Regions from separate parts of the Mus musculus genome. Here region 1 is linked to region 2. A link is a contact called in public Hi-C data. All regions are on one chromosome and are shown on one strand. Each heading gives the region's core, a stretch centred on a gene start, on an enhancer-like site or on the middle of the called end of the contact. The rest is flanking DNA. Distances are from core to core; before and after follow the strand shown.

Region 1 (6,567 bases), core at 2,467-4,966, 110 kb after region 2:
GAAACGTTTAGGTCCAAAGCCTCTCACCTGCAGGCAGCATCAGTCCATTCCTGTCCTCCAAAAGGAAGAGTCTCTTCTAGTCAAGTGCCATGCTGTTTTCTAGTATCACTGATGGAGACAGAACAGAACCTAACCTAAAACCTAAGTATTTCACTTCAGGAAATGCTAAATGGCTGGATCTTGAATGGCCATGTGTGTATGAGGCATCAGGTACTTTTTGAAATTAGTAATGGTGTGGAGTCACCTTCTGGCCTTTTACCTTATTGTTCAAAAGCAACCCTGTTGATGTGCAATGCCACAAAGAATTTTTGGAAAGAAAGCAGTCTTGTCCAGATGGAGAGCCAGTTGTATAGGAAGCACTTGACGTCAAGCAACCCCTCAAAGACAACCGTGCTACCACATCCCAAGGGTCAGAGACCAGAACAACCCTGGGAAAGCTTGACCATCTTCCCAGCTAGCCGCCTGTCTTAAAACATGCTCATTTTGCTGAAGATGAAGGGATTTCCTCAAAAACTTGAAAAGGGGTCCAAACACAATAGAAAAGTGCCCTGCTGTCAGTTTGATCCTTTCTGGTACCCAAGGACCACCACATTGACTTGGTTATCGATTCCCTTGCTCTCTAGAACCCATGGTCTAGCCACTCCCAGCCACTTATTGCAAAAGACAGATAATTTTTCTTGTTGTTGATTTACTGACAACCACAGCTCTCAACTCCCCCAAAATACGACAGCCAGAAAATGAGATCTCTCTTGTCATTGCCTGTGACATTTAGTTACTGATTTGGTCCAATAACTCTGGAGATTTTCAATTTAATGTAGCAGCATAATAATTGTTTGTTTTTCTTCTCCAGGACTATCTCTGATCATTTTATTTCCAACTTGCACAAGGGCTGATAAAGGACATATACTTCACCAAGACAATACCAGCCTGTCTTTGAAGGAGGGTACATTTTACAGGCAGAAACATTCCATTCTAGTTCAAAGCAAGGGCACTGACATTTTGTTCTTTTATGACCTCAGTACATTTCTCACAAATGAAAAGTATCTTTTTATATTAAAGATTAATTAATTGTATCTTAAAGAAAAAGCTCAAATGTATTCAATCATACGAGTGCTCGCTTGGGTCTCAGTTCCTCTGTAATTAAAAGAAATGAGGAGACATGAATGCAGCTCTTCCCCAGCTCTCTTCTCCCTTTAGTGTACTTAATAATCTACCTCCAAAAAAAATCAATTAATTTTACAAGACCTTTTTATGATGACGTGACTTAATTTGCACTTATTTTCTTCAAAATTTTAGTTGACTTAATGCTACTTCTAATGTCTCTGTATATGAATAAATGTGATATGTGAATGAATGCAATTCTTCTTCTGGATCAGTGTAGCAAAATATCTCCTATAGTCTCCCTTTTCCCTCTGACTTTCTTATTTCCTATTACTATAACAAATACCTGAGGTGAATCAGCTTATAAAGAGGAATGGTTTATTTGGGGTGATGATTTCAGAGAATGGCCCATTTGCCTTGGGCCCATGGCAACACACAGTGGTTCTTAGAAGCACATAAAATAATTCCATGTACTGAATTTTAAATATCACTACTGAAAGAATAAGTAAAAATACTATTTTGTTTTGGTACGTGAATTTGGGATGAAAATATTTTAAAATTTGATAGAGTTGAGCATTTTATTACAATGTGTTACAGTTCACCAGTGTTGAGACTGGAGATATGGCTCAGCAGTTAAGAACATGGACTGCTCTTCCAGAGGTGATAGGTTCAATTCCCTGCAACCACATGGTGGCTCAAAACCATCTGTAATGGTATCTGATGCCCTATGCTGGTTGTCTGAGGGCAGCTACACTGTACTCATATACATTAATTAATTAATTAATTCACCAGTGTGAGAAATACAAAAGAAGTATGTGTACTGCAGAATCAAACTTGTCCATGGTAACTTTTAAAAGGTGACAGAAGTGATTCAAATACTTTACAAATACATGAAATGTTTTCTGAAATTTTGCTAGGCATATATTATTTCTAAAACTGTACACATATTAAACAACCATGACAAACTAAAAAAATAAATAAATAAATAAAAATAATTCCATGTACATCACAGCTAGAGAACAAAGTCAAAGGAAGACAAGGGGGTGTGTGTGTGCAAAGATGTCCCATAATCCCCTTCCAGGATACACCTCCAGAGACCAAAAGGATGCCACTAGACACGCCTCTCAAAGTTTCAGTACCACCGCTCCCCCAGCCCGGCCAATCACGCCACATTCTGGCAGTGCTGAAACTATAGCTTGTGATGCTAACAGGCTTCATAGGAACTTCTGCTGAGCATTCATGACTTGACACAAGATGGTTCCCAGTACTCTTAAGTAAGAGTCAGTATCTACAGGCCCACGAGAAATGGGGAACTGTCATAATTTTCTCTTCTTCTGTTGTACAAACATCTTTTTGATGCCCTGATGAACGTTAGGAAGGAAATGAAACAGCGCTGTCCCCCACGACAGTTCTCTAAGAATCAAATCTGCTCCTGTGACTCCACTCTCTGAGGCACCTTGCAATTAAATTAAAATGACAAATCCTTCCTGAATGGTAGACCAACAGTCATTTAAAACCAAAACCAGGTGCTTCTCAGGGCTAGAGAGACGGCTCAGCAGATAAGAGCACTGGCTGCTCTTCCAGAGGACATGGGTTCAATTTCCAGCATTCACATGGCAGCTCACAACCAAATGTTACTCCAGTTCCAGGGGTTTGATACCCTCCTCTGACCTCCATTGACACTGAGAGTGCCCATAGTGCACGTGCATACCTGCAGGTAAAACAGCAAACTAGTTTCTCTTAGCTCCCAGCTTGCTCTCATATTGCCACACCATTATGCCTGCTTCATTTTGGGAGCATTGATTAGGTTTATCCAATTAACATCCAATTAATAAAGTGTATTTTGTAACATGGGATGCAAATGAGCAAAACTTCCAACACCTCTATTGAGATTTAGCACTCACAGTTTGTCAGCCTGATATTATTGGATTTGATTCAGACCGTACAAACCAATTTCAGTGAAAATCTCAGTTGATTTGTTTATTCTTTCAAACTACCTTATTGAGTAAGATGTGGCTATCACCTAAAATAAGAAATGGGCCACTTAAAAAAAAAAGTCTATTCCTCACCTATATGGAGTGAATTAATACTTCTAGACTGGCAAAATACCATAAGACAAAACTGTAGCTCTTTTAAAAAAAAAATTCAGTCATCCCCTAAGGTGGTTGTCTGCACTGGCAGAATAGCAGCGTCTCCCAAAGATCTTTAGATCCTGTGTTATCTAGATTCCTACGCAAATCTTTCCCAGACCAACTAGAGGTGAAGTAAACAAAAACTTCCATTGGTGGGCCCTTTCTATGTTTGTTCTTTTTAACGTGTGTGTGTGTGTGTGTGTGTGTGTGTGTGTACATAAATGTCTATGTGTGATGCAAGAGCATGCATACTCTGGAACACACTTGTAAGGAGCAGAGGACAGCCTCTGGTTTGTCCTCTCCTCCACATTGTTTGAGGCAGGGCTTGTCTCTCTTTGTTGTTTACTCTTGTGCACTCCAGCTGGCTGGAGAACTTCCGGGGGAGTCTCCGTCTGTCTCCCGCTGACTCATAGGTGCGCAGTACCGATCCTAGAGAAGATGTGCGGTTATATGGGTTCTAGGGATTCAACTTAGATCCTCTTGGCTGCACAGCAAGTCCCTCATCCACTGAGCTATCTCCCCAGCTCCTTTATAAATACTTCCAGTGAGTCATATGCCTGGGATGATTTAAGAATCTGTCTGCTTGGTTTCCTATCATCTTCAGTCTGTTACTATGCAACCAAGAGGCTGATATATGAAAGTTGTCGTTGTCTCTGGGACTTGAAGCCATAATAAGAGAAAAACAAAAGCAAGTACCAAATTCAGAGGAGGCTAATGCAGGGGGTTGGAGTCAGGGATTCCCTGTGCTTTGGGAAAGACTAACAATGGATGAAGACCTAGTGGATTCCATAGATCTGTAGCCCTTCAAATGCTCTCTGTACCTAGAGGGAAGATCAAGGAGCTAGATGCCTGCTCCTTGGGAAGCATTCAGTAAGGCCTTTCCTAAATCACTGAGTTTCTGTGCATTTTCATGTGCATTTCAGGGGAGCCCTGCCCAGAGAATGGGAGGAGTCCAGGCTCTGTATCAACTCACCACAGCTCTCCGCGCAGTGACTATGCCACCTACTCCAACAGCAACCACGCCGCCCCCAGCAGCAATGCCTCACCTCCTGAAGGCTTTGCCTCACACAGCTTGCAGACCAGTGATGTGGTCATTCACCGCAAAGAAAACGAAGGGTTTGGCTTCGTCATCATCAGCTCTCTGAACAGGCCTGAGTCTGGAGCCACCATAAGTAAGTGACTGGCTTGTCTGTGTTCAGATAAGAGGGATATATATATATATATATATATATATATATATATATATATATATATTCTAATGATAGAGATACCAGAAGAGTATAGACCAGAATAGCTATGAATATACTGAATGGCCTAGAAATCTCAGGCTATGAGCAAAAGAAACATAAACCGCTCTTAACACCGACTAGCCAAATATCATGACTTAGGTTCAAGAACAATGCAAGACCATGTGCTGCAAACACTCAGCGCTATCAAAGCTATTAGTTCATTTGTAGGTAGAGTAAAATAAAAGAGAGTGGTGTGTGGCCATACAGCTGTGGGAGGAGGTGTGTACCATCTTCATGGGTCGGTGCGGGAATGTCCCTTATGAGAGCTGTTCCGGAGGATAAACCAGAGGTAGAAAGGAACTAGCAGGAGAGTGTTCATGCAGAAGCCTTCAGAGGAGGAGGAGGTCCGGATCAAGAAGGATGCAGGCGGCCAGGGTGGTTGTGCTGCAGTCGGCCGGAGAGAATGGTGTGGACAGCCCCTTCGAGTAGATGGAAGCCAGGAGGTGCAGGCTCCATGTGCAAGCTCGGTATGCACACCCCGTATGAGAGTGCAGCCATGTTGCCTTCTCAGTACTTGGAAATTTGTGGAAGGTTTTGAGCAATGAGATGCCTTTTTTTCTTAAAGATGTCTGTATAAAATTAAATGGAGGTTGGGAGAAAACAAAACTGGAAACATAAGACATGGTCAGGAGGCATTTTCAAAAGCAATCCCTTGAGACAGAAGCTCTAGGGTCTGTCTCTGGGGTAGCAGCTGTAGGTGGAAAACAGTAGATGGGTTTCAATTCTGTGGATTCTTCAGTATTAATGTTTCATGAGTCTATACCACACAGTGACAGAGGTCATATTCCTCTTCAGCCAGCCACCATTGTAGACGGCCTCCTTAGTACACAGCCATCAATCAGAGGACAGAAGTGGGGGCAAGAAAATGTGTCATGGTTTTCATAGTCAAGTGCTTTGGCCCAAATACTTTGGATATATTTCATCTGAATGTAGACATCTTCAAATAATTACCACGTTATTATTTGAATGTTCCTACAGTTCTTAGAAATTGTGGTTTCCAGTTTATGTCAGATAGGAAGCAATGTTCAAAAAAATTCATATTATCAGGAATTAGTAAGAGCTTCTATGGTCAAGTTAATGTTATCAAAAGCCTACCAGAAATACATGGACAGGATTGCCCTCTTTAACATGAGCCTTAACAAATTCAAGAAAGAAAACTACCAAAGTTTCAAACCTTAGCCAATATGTGCAGAGGCCAAATTACATATGTCTGAAAGAAAGGTACCATGTTTCTTTTTCTGACAAGCTGAAGAAATAAATCCGATCTTTAAGCATAAACTCAAAGCAGGATTCTGTCAGTACGATGGATTCACCAAGATTAAAAGGACACAAGACTGAAGATTTTCATGAATTATATAAACAGCCTCCCAATAACTTGGGGAAATGCTCACAAGGGGATTTTGCAGTTACCTCAAGCCATTCGGGTTGTTCATTGTGGCAGGGTCAAGTCATTCGGGTTGTTCATTGTGGCAGGGTCAAGTCATTCGGGTTGTTCATTGTGGCAGGGTCAAGCCATTCGGGTTGTTCATTGTGGCAGGGTACCTAGAGAACTGGAAGAGAAATAAAAAGTATACTGCCACTGTGAAAACGCTAAGCATGCCTTTCAGGTCTCAACTGTATTTAAAGCATGACAGCTTCCTTTCTAAATGGGTAAGGAAATGTATGCTTGGGCTTTCTCCATTGCAAATAAAATCTATGCAGAAGTAGGTCTGGGAAAACAATTGGTGCTAATGCTACAATTAGTGAGGTTTTCTGCCTAGGGAGTGACCTCAAAAACAATTCTCAACTTTCAAAAGGGTATGATTTTGCATCACCCCTGAGCATAGATGTATAGTAGTCTATTAGTCCACGTTGCCTCCTGGTTGCTTCCTTTCATACAGCTATTTCTTTTCAATTTAAGGATTTTGAAACACAGATTGTCCCATGCTCTGTGGCAAAGGCAGCTATTACACTGATGGCGTGTTGCAGTTATAGTGTGTAATTTGCAGCATGCGCCTAAAAGGCTCCTGGAGCCGATGCTCTTTCCTACTTAACTTCTATAATAC
Region 2 (6,031 bases), core at 2,044-4,543:
TAGAGACTCCTGCAGAGAGAGATCCCTGGAATAGATGGAGATGGTGTAATGGGAGAGGTAGGAATAGGGGAAGAAAGGAGAAGGGGGAGGGGCAGGTAGGAGGGGGCAAGAAGGAAGGAAGTACCCAAGAGCTGAAGGAGTCTGCAACCCTATAGGTGGAAAAACAATATGAACTAATCTGTACCCCCAGAGCTTGTGTCTCTAGCTGCATATGTATTAGAAGATGGCCTACTCGGCCATCATTGGGAAGAGAGGCCCCTTAGTCTAGCAAACTTTATATGTCCCAGTATAGGGGAACACCAGGGCCAAGAAGTGAGAGTGAGTGAGTAGGGGAGCAGGGCAGGGGGAGGGTATAGGGAACTTTTGGGATAGCATTTGAAATGTAAATAAAGAAAATATCTAATAAAAAAATTTAAAAAAAAAAGAAAATAAGGGAGGGAGAGAGGGAGGGAATTTAAGAATAATTCAAGAACTTGAGTCAAAGGCTCCTGCCTTAGAATTTCAATGAAAAAACAAACAAACAAACAAACAAACAAACAAACTTCTTGGTAGCAATTAAATACATGGAAACCTTTGCTGAATAAATTAAAAAATAAATAAGGACCAAACCCCAGAAATAGTTGCTAGTTATTGGCATACCTGCATAAAAATCAATACCTCATGACTTTCAAGCAATTACGTTTTCCATTAATGACACACATGACTTTAGTACACATTGCCCATGGGACCCTGTTCCTCCTCCTGGGTTGCCTTGCCCAACCTTCAAGTGAGGATTTGTCCTTTGTCCTATTGTATCTTGTCTTGCAGGGTTCAGCTGACATCCCCAGGAAGCCTGTACTTGGGGGGGGGGGGGGGGAGAATAGGGAGGGTGGGCAGACAGAGGTAAGGAGTGAAGCTGGGGGAGAGGGGAGGTGGAAGGGAAAATGGGAGGAATGGATGAGGGGAAACTGCAGTTGGGTGCATTGTATGAGAGAACAATCAATAAGTTTTTTTAAAAAAAACATAAAGACAAATTATTTTAATGTGTAAACTTTGTTTCCCCTCATCTTAATTGGCAATGTCACTTATATTTATAGTCAAATAATACCTTTATAGCTCCCATAACTTAGGCACCCATTTTTATTCCTCTACCCAAATTGATTGGCACGTACAATAGTGCTAGCTTCAAGATAAGTTAACAGAACTATGGCAAGATCTACTGCCAAGATGGAATTCTCCTCAGATTGAAGTCTGATTTTGTAACTTTCATCTTAAAGAGACTTTGCAGGATTTAAGAAACTATTTTCAAAAGAATAATGTTCCTGTCTTTGTAAGGATAGAAATAGAGAATTTTTAGCTGAAGAGATTATATTTAAGTATAAGGAAAAACTTTTGAGCAAAAAAAGACATAGGACCATTTTAAAAATTCATCTGGAAATATAGGGGGAAATGGCATTGACCAGTTTGCTTTCTTGAGTGTTTATGGCCTGGCCTTTCTCATTTGGGGACAGACATGAGCATGTGCTGAGATGCCCAACCATGGGTGACATGTGTTCTACCCACGGCTACAAGCACAGGTCATATGTTTAGTCTCCACCTGAGCCTTCTAGCTCAACCAACCACAGTGTACTTACATTCCTGAAGTGAACACATGTTTCTTTAATGTGAATGGGAACATTGACAAGTAAATCTATGTCAACAAGCTCCAAAATGATGTGTTAACATGTACTAGGTAGGTGTTTGTGATCATTATAAAACAGTGAAAATGGATACAGAACATAATCAAATTCTATGTCATGATAATATTTTAAAACTATTAAAATTAACTAGAGGTCAAGAAAGTACACTTTAATAAATTGTATTGGGCAAGGAGAAGAATTAACTTGTTTTATAGAGTGTATGTAATTGGTAGGATGGACAGGGTTGATGAAAATAATTCTTTTATCAAAAAAATCTCTGATTTGATTAAAAGAAAAGCTAGAAACACAAATGAGGAGGTACTAAGTTCAGTTTTGGTATCTTTTCCAGTTTTGATATCTTTTCCATTCCAATGTAAAGAATTTCCAATATGGTGCTGATATAATATTCTACACATTGTACAGAAAGCTTAGAAGAGGCAGAACACCAATGATACAGCTAAGTCTGAGGTTTACAGCCACAAGCATATGGTAACAGAGATTTCATTGGAAACAGTACAATATATCCTTAAGGTAGGAAAAGAGATGAATAGGTTGAGTTAAACATATCCATTAAAATGGAGGGTAGCGGATAAGACATTCCAACTTCATGGTGAGCTTCAAGGTAGGAATTATGAGCAGTAATGATACTGACGTCCCACAGTGGTGATCTGCAGGGTGGATCAGACAGAAATAAGGTCAACAGACTGTAGATAAAGGGTGGAAAATGGCAGGCATGGCTGTTAAGTATTTTTAACTTAGTAGAATAGACTATAAGAAGAATATTGATCAAGAAGTCAATCATTCTAGTCAGGTCTGCAGAGGTAGTTAAGGAAAGCAGATCCAACATGAGAGACACGGAAAAGGGAGATTCTTTAGTCCACAGTGACTCAAAGAATGTGGGAGTAGAGGAACTCAGCATAAAAATAACTCTAATTTAAACAATGCTTCGTCAAGAGTGTTCTCTTTTATTCCCAAAATGATGAGGTGTCCAGGAAATATCCAGTGATATATATTTATCTCCATGACTAAGAAAGAACCAAATTACTTTAGAACATTTTTTCATATATAACAATAGCTTTAAACCCCCTTTCTCTTACCTGTACATAAAAACCCCATGATTGGATACCAGATCATTATGAGACCATACCAGTGGAGGTCACCACATTCATCTGTCATATCAATCTGACCTTAAGTCAATATTTCTAGAATTGCCTGTCTTGAATCGGGCTGTAAGTGAATATCTAATCAAGGTATCAGTGCAATGAATATCTAATCAAGGTATCAGTGCAAGGTATCAGTGCAAGATGTGCTTAGCTTTCCAAAGAAATGCATCCTTATATTTGTATGGAGAATCTTTCCTTGGTAAAAATGTTTTCACAGCAAGATCTCATTTTCACAGTAGACCTGAAAAGGCAGAAATGAAAGCAATGTTTTAATTTCCAGCTTATGAAGGAAGAAACAGATTCAGAAATCAAGTGACTCCCTTACAGCTCTCCCTCTGAAACAGGCAAGCAGGTTGGCACTAGAGCTAGCCCCCCCTGTCTGTGCTCTTAAATCCAGTCTATCTTAGAACTTGGCTTGGAACACTGTAGGGTGACACATGCCAGGTGGCTTCTATTTTGCTTCACAACATGTCAATGACATTCATACAGCACAGTCTATGAATAATCTGCCTCGTCCGCTCCATCTAAACAAGCACAATCACAGATCACCATCTATAGAAGTTTTTGATATGACACATTATCTGGGCATTTATATATTTTGTAGAGTGGGCAACTGAATGTTGTCAAGGAGTTAGATAGCTTTTCAAGAACTCAACTCTCATCTTTTACCTTCAGAAATTTGTTTTTCCTCAGTAAAGAGAATCATACAGTATTCTTCATCAGTTTCTTGTTTGATGATTTGAAAAACTATGGAGTAGAAACTATTTGTACATATTTAAAGGCAGTTTTGCAAAGAACCATAAGTAGTTCTCATTAATTACCACGTAACTGTTCTTTAGGCATGAAAAGAACTAGTTCCTTTTTCCTAGAGAAGACCAGAACAGAGAGAAAGATTAAGTGCCTGGGGACTGAGGGTTGTCAACTGTGATTAAAGTTAGTGACAGCCTTAGAGTAAAGTGGCATCTGTCACCTTCCTGCCTTTTACTTGTTCACTCAGAATCAATCACTTCTATAATCATTTGGCTATGACTGTGGTGGGAATATCTTAATTAGGCCACCCTAGTTTTTCAGAAGGATATTGTCAAGGACAAATAACTACAGGAGTAGCAACAATATTTTCATAAAGATGTACAGTCACAAGCCTTGTCACCTATATTGTCTAGTTATTAGTTATGTCTCAGGTAATCATAAATTAGTATTATATTTCTTCATCATTTAAAAGAAATCTGTCATATCCTTGTGCTAAATCAAATTCCTAGTAAATGATAGTCCTGGAACGCAGTCTTCTACATCACTATCCCAAGTCATCACCCTATACCATGCATGCAGTCTCCTAAACACACAGAAAATGTTGGGTCCAGAGTAAAGATAGGTAGGTAGGTAGGTAGATAGATAGATAGATAGATAGATAGATAGATAGATAGATAGACAGACAATGGATGGGTAGACGGACAGATAGATAGATGGATGAATGGTGGATGGATAGATGGATGGTGGATGGATGGATGAATGATGGATGGATGAAACATGATGATTGGTGGATGATGGGTAGGTGGATGGATGGATAGATGGAATGGGTGAATGGATGATGGATGAATGAATGATGGATGGATGGGTGGGTGGATGGATAGAATGGATGAATGGATGATGGATGGATGGATGATGGATGAATGGATGGATGATGGATGGATAGATGGAAGAGAAGATGATATGTGCCCAAGAGCAAACCTACATAAGATACTTGTCCTCCTTGCAATCTGGGGAATTGTAATTAAAGGTATGATGCAACAGAGTAGTAGAGCAATTATCTAGTATGTGGGATCTCCTGGCCTTAATCCTCCAGTGCCAGAGGTTAGGATGGAGGTGGGGAGTGGAGGAGAGAAAATAGCCTATCTGGCTCTGGCATTTTTCTAGGACTCTGAGATGAATAAAGTTAGTTTAAAATGATGCAGAGGCATTCTCAGCTGCTCCACTCAAGCAAGAAAGTCTAATAGCAGAGGAGGAAGAGCCACCAGCTCTGCAGGTGTGGGTTCAATGCTTCAGCATCCTTTCTGACATTGTGGAAAGGAATTGTCATCCTTTACTCACATAGGCTACAGAACTTTCTAAAAGCAAGCCTACCTGGGTCTTTTGACAATATCTGTTGAGCCTTTCAACCTATCTACTTATTTCTTTAGAATTCTGGTTGCCTCACATTTAGGAAAAATGGCTGTTAATCAAACCAACGATGTTGAGGGCATTTTTCTTAGGAATTTTTACTACTAGAACTACTCATTTATAAGTACATTGGATATATATATATATATATACACCTAAAAACGTATTTAGTTTTTTAAATTTTTTGGTGTTTGTTGTCTTGATGGATGAGGATATCTCAGAGAGAAATCCCTGGCCATTTGTACTACACAGTTCAAAACTCCATCAGTAAATAGATGTCTATTGAGTTGCCCTCTGACAGTCTACAAGAGCATAGCTTTCCTTCCTGATATACTCCTCAGCATCATCAGTCACAATTTTAATTTTCAAGTTTAATTTTCAAGTATTATGGTTCATGAAGATAAAAATACCCACCCATGATAGAACCAGTCTCCAAAAATAAAGTTGTTATTCATGTACAATTTAAGAAACCTTAAAACAATTATCTCAAACAACTTTGTCATTTACATTTAAAGGAGAAATCATTTTAATGGTTATGTTTTTTAATGAATAATTTGTATTCATAGCATTTCTAAGTTCATAAAGTTTGCTTCTAACCAGTAGACTTCTATAAGCCTGTGATAACTCACTTGGGAAAGAGAACAAATGCTGCTAAAATAATTTTCCAAGATAAGAGACTGGGTCCACAGCAGTTCCCTGTTTGGCTGGCCGGGTCCTGCGTCCCTGCCATCCGTGGTGACTGCACTCTTACCATGTTCAGTCACTGCGCCAAGCCCTGCTTCTTCACCTTCTCACTCATTTCGCACCGTGCCTCCACAAACCTTCAAATACCGGAACTTTCTTTTTTATCCAAGATTTATGGCTATTACTTCTCAACAGTTTGAAATTTCTTTGATCTTAGTTGTTCTAAAATGGAAATGACAAAGAAAAGAAAAGCAAAATGTATGTTTCTTCAAAGTAAAAATTCTTCTAACTTCTTTTCTTCCTGATCCTGAGTGTGGGGTTGTTTCCAAACTTGAAGAATAACCAAGCAGGGCTTTATTCAGCATTTGC

The links. Hi-C and Micro-C count contacts between places; a contact is called where the count stands out from the background.
Region 1: a contact with region 2 is called in a Hi-C map of cortical neurons. The contact joins two enhancer-like sites. A contact is called at or near these places in 6 of 484 Hi-C or Micro-C datasets (cerebral cortex, cortical neurons, cumulus cells and 2 more) and 1 of 9 other capture datasets (embryonic stem cells).

The regions. Positions count from the first base shown.
Region 1 is chr5:20,564,950-20,571,516 of GRCm38.p6, forward strand. Magi2 (membrane associated guanylate kinase, WW and PDZ domain containing 2) reads left to right here. Exons shown (of 23, transcript NM_001170746.1): 16 at 4,157-4,405. Among named protein-coding and RNA genes, the nearest start is that of Gm52764, 25 kb to the left of the region's middle. Within about 2 kb of position 3,717, at least 32 of the 459 cell types and tissues checked have an H3K27ac peak or open chromatin away from gene starts, as enhancers often do. A contact at or near this core is called in cortical neurons, where this site is marked.
Region 2 is chr5:20,459,353-20,465,383 of GRCm38.p6, forward strand. The region is part of intron 9 of Magi2 (membrane associated guanylate kinase, WW and PDZ domain containing 2); the gene reads left to right. Among named protein-coding and RNA genes, the nearest start is that of Gm52764, 80 kb to the right of the region's middle. Within about 2 kb of position 3,294, at least 16 of the 459 cell types and tissues checked have an H3K27ac peak or open chromatin away from gene starts, as enhancers often do. A contact at or near this core is called in cortical neurons, where this site is marked.